2 separate regions of the Sus scrofa genome follow, and region 2 is linked to region 1. A link is a contact called in public HiChIP or PLAC-seq data. All regions are on one chromosome and are shown on one strand. Each heading gives the region's core, a stretch centred on a gene start, on an enhancer-like site or on the middle of the called end of the contact. The rest is flanking DNA. Distances are from core to core; before and after follow the strand shown.

What was found. HiChIP or PLAC-seq counts read pairs in DNA pulled down with a chosen protein or histone mark.
Region 2: a contact with region 1 is called in an H3K27ac HiChIP or PLAC-seq map of skeletal muscle, with 5 times the contacts expected there. The contact joins the enhancer-like site here to the promoter of CD8B in region 1. A contact is called at or near these places in 1 of 5 promoter capture datasets (fetal liver), 6 of 47 Hi-C or Micro-C datasets (embryonic fibroblasts, fetal skeletal muscle, heart right ventricle and 2 more) and 1 of 2 datasets of contacts at active chromatin or transcription factors (skeletal muscle).

What each region holds. Positions count from the first base shown.
Region 1 is chr3:57,965,480-57,970,682 of Sscrofa11.1, forward strand. CD8B (CD8b molecule) reads left to right here and starts at 2,879. Exons shown (of 6, transcript NR_145981.1): 1 at 2,879-2,962.
Region 2 is chr3:58,301,794-58,306,996 of Sscrofa11.1, forward strand. It overlaps KDM3A (lysine-specific demethylase 3A), which reads right to left. Exons shown (of 26, transcript XM_003124935.6): 22 at 3,250-3,369; 23 at 3,033-3,172; 24 at 2,207-2,383; 25 at 1,989-2,123; 26 at 1-1,255. The coding sequence ends at 1,175. Among named protein-coding and RNA genes, the nearest start is that of KDM3A, 51 kb to the right of the region's middle. Within about 2 kb of position 1,993, at least 2 of the 83 cell types and tissues checked have an H3K27ac peak or open chromatin away from gene starts, as enhancers often do. A contact at or near this core is called in skeletal muscle, where this site is marked.

The DNA of each region.
Region 1 (5,203 bases), core at 1,629-4,128:
GCATGTGCTCTTTCTCAACATCACAACTCCCTCCCTTACCTGCAACCACCCACTGAGAGCGAGGGAGACAGAAGAATCCGGGACAGAGGACCCATTAGGGCCGGGAAGCATCAGGACCGTTGACTTTTAGCCTATTTATTTATTTATTTATTTGCTTGTTAAGGCCTCACCCACGGCATAAGGAGGCTAGGCGTCGAATCGGAATTGATGGGTGACCTGGTGCTTGAACTGATGCAGTTGTAATTGTCCACATGTCTGTGTCAGTCTGGAGATTCGGCACCTTCAGGGCAGGGATTGGCTCTTGCTGACCTTGGTATCCCTGGGCTGAGCACAGGGTTAGACCACACTCACTATGTGATTGTTGAATGAAGGGCATGAGGGCAAGGAAGCTTTTCTAGATCAGCACAGCTTGCAGAGGCTGGAAAGTAAACTGGAAACATGCGTTAGCTTAGATGTTTTACAGCCATTAATGCCTCTGCTTCATTAATACAGCACAGGAATTGCTACAGCTCTAAAAGCAGTCAAAGGAATTTCTGCTGTGGTTCATCAGTTTAAGAATCAGACTAGGAGTTCCCGTCGTGGCTCAGTGGTTAACGACTCTGACTAGGAACCAGGAGGTAGAGGGTTCTATCCCTGCCCTTGCTCAGTGGGTTGATGATCCAGCGTTGCCGTGAGCTGTGGTGTAGGTTGCAGACGCGGCTTGGATCCCGCTTTGCTGTGGCTCTGGCGTAGGCCGGAGGCTACAGATCCGATTTGACCCCTAGCCTGGGAACCTCCATGTGCTGCGGGAGCGGCCCAAGAAATGGCAAAAAAAGACAAAAAAAAAAAAAAGAATCAGACTAGTATCCTTGAGGATGCATGTTCAATCCCTGGCCTTGCTCAGTGGGTTAAAGGATCCGGTGTTGCCACACGCTGTGGTGTAAGTCGCAGATGTGGCTCGGATCCTGCATTGCTGAGGCTGCGGTATAGGTTGGCAGCTGCAGCTCCAATTCAACTCCTAGCCTGGGAACTTCCAAATGCCACAGGTGTGGCCCTAAAAAGAAAACGAATAAAATAAAAGCATTCACAGATCAAAATAGCTCAGTGGTCAATCTTGTACAAAGGTCACACTAGAGACCAATATCTCTTATGAATATAGTTACAAAAATCCTCAGCAAAATACTAGCAAACAAAACCCAACTACATGTTGAAATGATTACACACCATGACTTGTCCTGGGACTGCAAGGGTGATTCAACATAAAAACAAATCAAGGAGTTCCCATCATGTGGCAGCAGAAATGAATCTGACTAGGAACCATAAGGTTGTGGGTTAGGGAGTTCCCATCATGGCTCAGTGGTTAATGAATCCAACTAGGAACCATGAGGTTTTGGGTTTGATCCCTGGACTTGCTCAGTGGGTTAAGGATCCAGCGTTGCTGTGAGCTGTGGTGTAGGCCGCAGATGCGGCTCGGATCCAGCGTTACTGTTCGCCTGGCATAGGCCAGTGGCTACAGCTCCAGTTAGATCCCTAGCCTGGGAACTTCCATATGCCATGGGTGCAGCCCTAAAAAAGACAAAGAAATAAAATATAAAAAATAAGGTTGCAGGTTCAATTCCTGGCTTCGCTCAGTAGGTTAAGGATCCGGTGTTGCTGCGGCTGTGGTGTTGGATGGCAGCTGTAGCTCCGATTTGACCACTAGTCTGGGAACCTCCATATGCCTCGAGTTTGGCCCTAAAAAGCAAAAAACAAACAAACAAACAAATCAATATAATTTATACGCCACAGTTATAGGACAAAGGAGATTGGCTCCGGATGCTGGAAGTGTCCTTGCCCTGCCGCCTGCTTTCAATCCCTTCAGGGACACTCCATCCCCTCTCAATTAACTCAAATCTCTCAGAGTTTAGGTCCAAACCAACTGGTCTGCAGGTTTAGGTCCTTGTTGATAAGGTGGCTTCCTCCCACTGCCCTCCCCAGGCTCCCTTGGGCCCACAGGCCCTCAGTATTCTTGGAACGCCCTCCTCCAACAGCCCAACCCCCTCCCTCTGTGAACCTGCACTTGGCCCTTGAACAGGAAGATCACCCTGATAAGTCTCCCTGCCCAGGACTGGACTGCATCACTGGCAGCCAAAGCTCCATAGCTTTGCAGCACCCACACAGCAGGAGAGCAGGGTGAACTTGAGCCTCCCCGCCGCCACACACACAGCTTCAAAGTAGACGTCTTTGTTGATCTTCTGCTGAGTCCCTGTTTCAGCGTTATTTTAACAGGAATTACACGAGTGAGGAGGGTAAAGAGAATATCATACTCTAAGCTCTTCCTGACCCTGAAGGTGTAGGTCTGGCTCTGCCCCAGGCCAGGCAGAGGTGGGGGCCCCTCTCCCCTGCCACAGCACACCCTCCTCACTATCAGACTGCATGTCTCATCAGTTAACTTTCCTTCGCCCTTACAAGTGCGTGCCCTTGAGGGCAGGGTCTAGGTCTTGGTCACCCCCAGACTCCACTGGGCCCAGGGTACCCAGGAGGCGCTCCATAACTACTCAAAAAGGAAGGAAGTGACTGGAGTTGGGGTCCTGCTCCACCACCACTCCTGTGGGGGCCTCCTGAGCATCCTGGCATCTCTGAGTCTCAGTGGCCTCCTCTGGAGTCGCATGGAGTCATGACCCTGTGCTGACCACCTTCCAGAGCAAGAGGCGATCACTCACGTGCAATTGCTTGACGCGGACAGCGGGGTCACCTCCTTACTGGAAATGCAGCCAAGACCTTTGCAATGCGGGGAGGATGAGGGCGGAGACCTCGCCATCCTCACACCAGGCTCCCGCCCCTCTTCCCGCGGGGCCCTCCCTCCCCGCTATCCCCCCTCCCCCCGGCTGCCCCGCCCGGTTCCAGCCCGCACCGTCTCAGCCGAGACCATCGGGACCAGGTGTTCCCGGGCGCGCCAAGATGCAGCCGAGGCTCTGGCTCCTCATTGCCGCGCAGCTGTCAAGTAAGAAGGGGAGACCACGGGGAGCGCGGGCGGAGGAGCGGGTGATCTGCCGCTGGCCTGAGCCAAGGCATTTGGGGAAGGCTGTCCCCCTGCGATGCGGAGCCCGGAGCCCGTGGCTGCGCGGGGCGCGGAGGGGAAGCAGCGGCAGCCACGGTCCCTGGAGGAGGGGTGGGAACCTCCCCGGAGCTCATTACCCCAGGAGTCCCTGGAGCCTCAGGTTAAAGGCTACCTTAGCCCAAAAGGCTGAGCCTAAGAGAAGAGAAGACAGGAAGAGAGGAGGGAGAACGGGAGTCCGGAGAGAGGGTTGAAGGAGCTGGGAAGGAAGAAAAGAAAGGGAGGAAAATGCCCTTGTCCGGGGCCCAGCAGGGCTGTACCCCCAGGAAGGGGCCAGGGCCCAGTTCTCACTTTGGTGCTTGACATCTGGGTACATTCCCAGGGTCCCCTGGTTCCCTAATATTTCCTGGGGGTGGATGTCATGGACTGTGTGGCCCCCAGAACATGCAGCCTTGGTTGGGGGTGGAAAGCAGAGGGGAGTCTGTCCCTCTAACCAAACCCAGTCCAACTGCCTTTTAGAAGAACCACCCCCCACAACACACACATACACACACCAAACTGCCCACTACTAACCTGTGGTTGATTTCCTCTCTTGTCCAAAAAGCCCAAAGCTGGTCCTCCTTCCAGAGGCCTGCCTGCCCAGGCTCTGACCTAGTGACCACAACAGCATCTCAAGCAGAAGCTAGTCCAGGCCGTTCAAAACTTCCAGCCTCATTGCCAGACACTTTAGAAACAGCAGGTCCCTCTGAGAATGGAATTAAATGAGACCATGCCTATGGCAAGGGCCGGCTCTGTGTCAATAGCACCGATGGGGCTCGGCACAGCCAGGGCTTTGGTCTCCAGGGCCAAAAAGCCAGTGGGTAATAGAGAGACCGGGGTGTGTCTCAGCCAGGAAGTCTTCAAGTCAGGACGTAGGTTAGAATTCTACACGGAGCCCCAGGCCCCTCGGCCCCCTCTGGCTCTGGAGGAGTCCCTGCTGGGCTTTCTGGGAAGGACTTGGGGAGTCTGCATGTTTGCAGCCCCACTCTGTGCCCAGGAGCCCATGGCAAGATCCTGGAGAGGATCACAGGAACCCTCAATTCAAGGACTGGCTTGAAGCTCCGATTCTAAGGTCCCAGACCAAGGGTTGAATCTGAATCCACTACACAGGCTGTGTGACCTTGAGCAGATCCTTAACCTTCACGAGCTTCTATTCCCTCATGTGTCCACTGCGTCTATTTCCTCCCAAAGGACTTGCTGAGCATTAAATGAGACAATGCACACACTGTGCTCAGCACAGCTCAGCAAATATTGGTGTTATCCATTCTTATCTCCCCCAAGAGGTCAGTGACTCCAAAGAGTGAAGAACCTCTACGCTGCTGAAAAGGCAGCACTGTATTTGGGGGGTTTTCTGAGAAGGCCCAGCAGCCACTTGGGCCCTGGGTACTGTTTCATTTTCAGTGGGAGCAGAAGCTCAGAGCAATCTATGAGGGGAGGCTAAAAGTTTAAGTTTATTTCTTTAGTACTGTGGAGCCTGGGAGCCTGAGCCAAAAGAACAGGCAAGCTTGTGAATATGGGCCTCGGCAAGCCTTGGGTACACAGACACAGACACAGACACAGACACACACACACACACACCGGCCCCTCTCTGCCCGCCCAGGAAATCCGTGTCTTCTCTGGGCCTCCAGATGCTCCCGGGCCTCCACCCTGTTCTGCGAGGTCTCCTCTGCCCCACAGCTAAAATGAAAGGCTTACAAGGTCAGATTTGGTTTGTCGTACTTGGCCATGAAAGACCCATTCTAACCCTCTCCTTAAAATTGCACTTGCTGCCAGTAACAACCTGGAGATGTGAGACACATAGACGATGACTTATCCACTTACTTTTTTTTGGAACTTCTAGGCCTCCGGAGCAGGCAGGACAGTGACACCAAGCCACCCTCCTTTTACATGGAGGAGACAGTCTCCCTGACCTGCCAGAGGTCCCACAACTGGTGCAGGGCACAGGCTGGGTTCAAGGCCGGGTCCACGCCCTGCCTGCAGGAGCTTCCCTTCTGAGACAAATGAACTGCTACCTCTGCTTTTGGGGTGTCTGTCCTTCCACTCAGGAATGGGGATCCAGACACCACTCGACTCCTGGGCTGGAGAGGAATGGATTATAACTGTGCCTACCAGGGGATAGCGAATTCCTCTTGCTGATTGTTGTCAATG
Region 2 (5,203 bases), core at 743-3,242, 340 kb after region 1:
CTCACAGGTAAAACCTAGGTTCTAGACCTTGTCTACACTACTTGATTTCAATTTAATTCCTTTTAATACAGCTAGAGCTGTCTAGGAGAATCACTGCGCTATAGAAATAGAAAGGTGGCTTCTTTATGAATTTTCTTCCTTCACAGAAATGATTATTTTCAATACCACTGTTTGAAAACTTCTAATAATTTCATTTTGTAAATTCTTAAATTATGAATGGCTAGAAGAGAGACAAAGTATTTCAATCTCTTACCTTTTTAGAACCATTTAACCAGTCACTATTTGGGTTTTTTGGTTCATTCTCACGTCTAAGGGTAGTTAAACTGTGGTGTTTCTTTACAAAAGTGTGAGAGCAGTTTCCACTTGGCTGGGGAGAAACTTGTTTCCATATTAGCATTGTAATAATCACTCAGAAATCACTACAGCATTGAATTTCTGTGCTTTTAAGACGAGTTCCTGGAGCAAACTCTTATACCTGTAACATTCGATGAAAGGTGTATTGAATCTACAACCAGAGATAATGCCAATAAACTGAGTCAAAACATTATATGAATACTTTAATGCAAAATGCTTAACACTTAAAATTAGCAAAGCTTCATTTAAATTAAAACTCCATTTGACTAAAGATGGTTAACCCCAAGAATTGCACAGTAGTTGATTTCTGCTATATAATGCCAGTCCTAATGCTATACAGTAAGCACTGCTTTGCTGGCGGTCGTTTCCTCCACTGCTCTTCTGAACCCTAAGGGGTGGGGGAGAGGGTACGCAGACAGACACACAACAAAACGCAACCCAAATAAACTGCGCAGTGATTCCTAATCGTTATAACCCATCTGACGAAGCTGTCAGATCAAACAGCCGGGGAACAACTGCAGGTGGTTTCCAGAGCTGATAAGAGGTTTCGTTTTTACGGCTTGGTAGAAGCTCTGCACTGGGTGAGCAGTCACAGTTTAAGGATGCATGTTCTGTAAATAGTTACTACATATACACATTTAGTGTCTGTAAACACTAGAAATATACATTAGACAGAGTACCCTTACCAGGTGGGTACAGTTTAAAAAAGAAGATGAGGTAACATGAATCTCAAAGTCCACAGGAATCCTGCCTGAAGAGTTTGAACAGCTGCCAGTAATTCACTTCCAATGTGCAGGGGGGTTATGCGCCTCTGGGACCCCTAGGGTTTGCCAAAACTGGATTCACTGGCTTTCAGCATAGCAACCGCATCTTTCACTGCGTGGTAGATAACATTCTTCACCTGAAAGGAGGAGAGAAAATGTGGTCAGTTTACCATTAACTCGAAAATCTGTGGCTAAGAATAAACTTCCCCCTACCAATTTTATAACCATTTAAAACTCAAAATTCAATATGAAGTGTTAATAACAGCTGAAAGGCTATTTAGGGCTCCTTGCTAGTATTTCATACACATTTTAAACCCAGGCCGCCTTTGAAAAACTTTTCCCCTCCATAGGCTTTGATCGCACATGGCCCTGCCCCCAGTGAGTGCGGGGAGAAGCAAGTCCCAGGGTATAACTCTAGTTTCCAGAGTTTCTTTACTGCCCTGGTTTCCCACATTATATAATTCACTAAGGAAAGCCTCTAAAGACCCCACTCTCTGAGACCCTCTTTGGACTGCAGAGACTCTGCTCTACTCTCCCCAAGGCTGAGAACACTATAGCACTAAAGGTCTTTGATCAAGACCCCTGTCTGGCAGCTGAGCCACAATCCCAAGTCAGACCTAGTCATTTTCAAGACTAAAGCCTTTCTTTGGGGGCACAGCCCCTTACAAAGTCTAAACAATATCAAACCAAAATGAGATTTTGTGTTTATTCCTCCTTTGCCTAAGTGGATGGTAGACCTAGATAGAAAGCCAGTTCATCAACTCACCGTACTGAGCATGATATGGCCAAATGCACTGATTATTTTTATAAGGTCAGTAATGGGCCATGAAGCCAGGATCAGAGAATGCCAGGAATCAGTGCTATTTTTACCTGTAATTTATCTTCATGATTCGTATGAGTCTGTGACAGATAGCGGAATTCCTGAGTGAGCCAGAAGCAGTGTTTAACATGCTCTGGAGAAACGAAATCTTCAGCCACTTTGATACAACTATATAAGTTATGAACCTGGAAAGTGACAAACCACATCAGTTAACACGTGCAAAAGTTTACAGTGTAAAGAGAATAAAGAATAAAGGAATGGTTCTTGCCTGATGTGGAGCTCCTGCTGGGATAAATACCACATCTCCAAGAAACTGCACAATAGCCCAGCCTTGAACTCCATACTCTTGATGAAGACGCTTTCTTAATGATCGGTCTAAATACCAGCTCTGATCATGAATGGGATCGTGATCTGCAGGGTTTTCCTGACCTTGCTCCTCTGATACCTGGAACACATACAAAATGTTATGAAACTGAGCAACAGGCTGAGGCTCAGGGAAGACATTTTGCCCCCCCCTGAACAGTGTGGGTGGCCACGAAATGTCAGGCCTCCTTGAATACACGCTCCTGATGGCAGAAAGAGACCAACAGTAGTCGAAGACATTAACAAAATGAAGCAAGAGAAGAATGAAGGGAAATGTGGCTTGCCTTATGTCATTTCCTATAAATCATGACTAGCAGAGTCTTTTTTTGTTTGTTTTTTTGGCTGCACCCACGGCATGTGGAAGTTCCCAGGCCAGGGACTGAACCCTCACCACAGCAGCAACCCTAGTAGCCACAGTGACAATGCCAGATACTTAACCTGCTGTGCCACATGGGAACTCCCAAAGGGATTAACCTTGAGCACAAAAATCTCCAAATGCACTCACTATAACATAAGACAAGACATAAATAAGAAAAAAGCCAAGTCCCCCTCTGTTCAGAGGGGTGAGCCTAATCATCTAGAAATCACTGTTCCTTAGCAACCAGCCTCAGACTATCCAATCTGAGATGCACAGACTTAACTTCTGAGGTTGTGATTATTCCCCAGTAACCGGGTCAGTTCTTGACACGTAGTAATTGATAATCCTGCATGCCACAGGGTAAGGAGCACACCTTTTTAAGAAATTCTCTTATCTTCTCTGTGTCTTTAGCAGCATATATGTGCCAGAGGGCTCCTGGTTTCTCTTTTCCTTCAATAAATCTCTTTATTGTGAGTTCATCAGAATCTCCATCTTGGATGGTTTTAAGGACTTCTGCAACAAAAAGAGCAAATATCAGACCACATGTTCTAGTTCAGAGAGAAAGCTCCACTTTCAGGCTCAGCACCTACCTTCCTCTTGGTCACACTGTCCTTTAGGAATCCCCACATAGACCATGACATTCGCTGCATCAGATACATCTAAATGAAGATTTGTTGTTCCGTATTTCCGATCTTCTGGTGTAATTAATCCTTCAAACAGAAAATGCCTTAGATTTACTGGGACAGCAAAGGCTGACAGTTTTTCCCACTCCCTGGGATAATGGTCACAAAATTTAAAAGCTGCCTTTCTAGTCATGTACAAATAACACAATCATATTAAACATGAAATTATTTCATCTTTCTAACTTTGCAAAGAATCTCTTATTAACTAATTACAAAAATTAAAAACAAAAAACAATTTCTAATACTAGGACAGGTGACAGGCAAAATACAAGTTGTTTCTGGTGACAGGCAAAATACAAGTTTTCTCCTTCTGAGAACTGAAAATCTTAGATGAAATTACTAAATTTTTTTCAATGAGTCAATATGCTGGCAAGAAAGAAAGCTAAAGCTAGAAAGTGTAGCCAAAAAAAAAAAAAAAAAAAAAAGAAAGAAAAAAGAAAAAAAACGAAAGAGGTGAGCCGGAACACAAGGTCCATGCTGGTGCTCAGTATTAAGACTCTGATCTCTCACCCCAGAAGGCCCACTTTGTTCAGTATTGACCTTGAAGCTTGGATGCCCATCCTGACATGAGGACACTGCTTCCTGAATGGGCAGCACAGAGAAGCATGGCCGGTGGTGGGCGAGCCAAGGTGGTTTTCTAACCTGCCTGGCCCTTAAACAACCCTGTCTTCTTTGGAGGCCAAGGAATTTCTCTCTGTAGTTTGCAGGCCTGTGGTTTTATGAGCAGAGGGTACCTTATAATTTCAATCTGGGATCAAGGCCCTAGGGCCTTGCTGTGCTTTCCTTTCCTTGCAGTTTGCTGAAGTATCAGATTTATATTGGGCAAAAATCACAGGATAAATGAGATTTTCTTTACTATGGAAAAGGAAAAATATAAAGGGAAGAAACAGTGAAACAATTATGGAAAAAAAAAATGATGCCCTTTGTAACTAGGTGATGAATATATGGGAAGTCACTGTACTAGGCTCTCAAGTTCTCAGTGCATTTGGAAAATTTTCCCCCCCCTTTTTTTTTCTTTTTAGGGCCGCTCTTGCGGCAGATGGAGGTTCCCAGGCTAGGGGTCTAATCAGAGATACAGCTGCCGGCCTACACCACAGCCACAGCAACACAGGATCCGAGCCGTGTCTGTGACCTACAGCACAGCTCATGGCAACGCTGGATCCCTAACCCACTGAGCGAGACGGGGATTGGACCCGCAACCTCATGGTTCCTAGTCAGATTCTTTTCTGCTGTGTCACGACAGGAACGCCTAGAAAATATTTCTATAATGAAAAGTAAAAATATAAAATCTAAAAAAAACAAAGCAGTTAACATGACAGAAGACCAATAAATGGAAATAACAGTTATTTCATGGGACATGGACAACATGGATAAAGATCCAAAAGTTTGATTCTATTTACTTTATGAAACTCAAAAATGATTAAAAACTGAAAAGGTATTTTGCAGGAATACAAATATGTATGTTAAAACTAGAAATGTAAGGATATGATAAACACAAACTTCAGGATGCTTTGTTAACACTGGGGGCAGAAGGAAGGAGATGAAACTGGGACAGGAGTCGGGAAAAGGAAAAGATCTCAGAGCCTCATCAGAAGCTGCCTGCTGGTTTGGCTAGTGCCAAACAGTGAAAAGAGCTGTGCAAAACAGGAAGAAAGGGACCTCTACCCAGCCTTCAGCCCAAAGCCCCTTCCAGTCCTAGCAATGGGTGACTGCACATTGATAAAACCAATCTCTAAACGGAGAGAGCCTCTAACACAGATGGAACCAAAAGCAATGGTCCCAGGGAAAGGATTCCCAGAAAAAAAAGAAAATCCTGAAACAAAACACACCATGGTCTTTTATGAAAGGAACATAAGCTGAT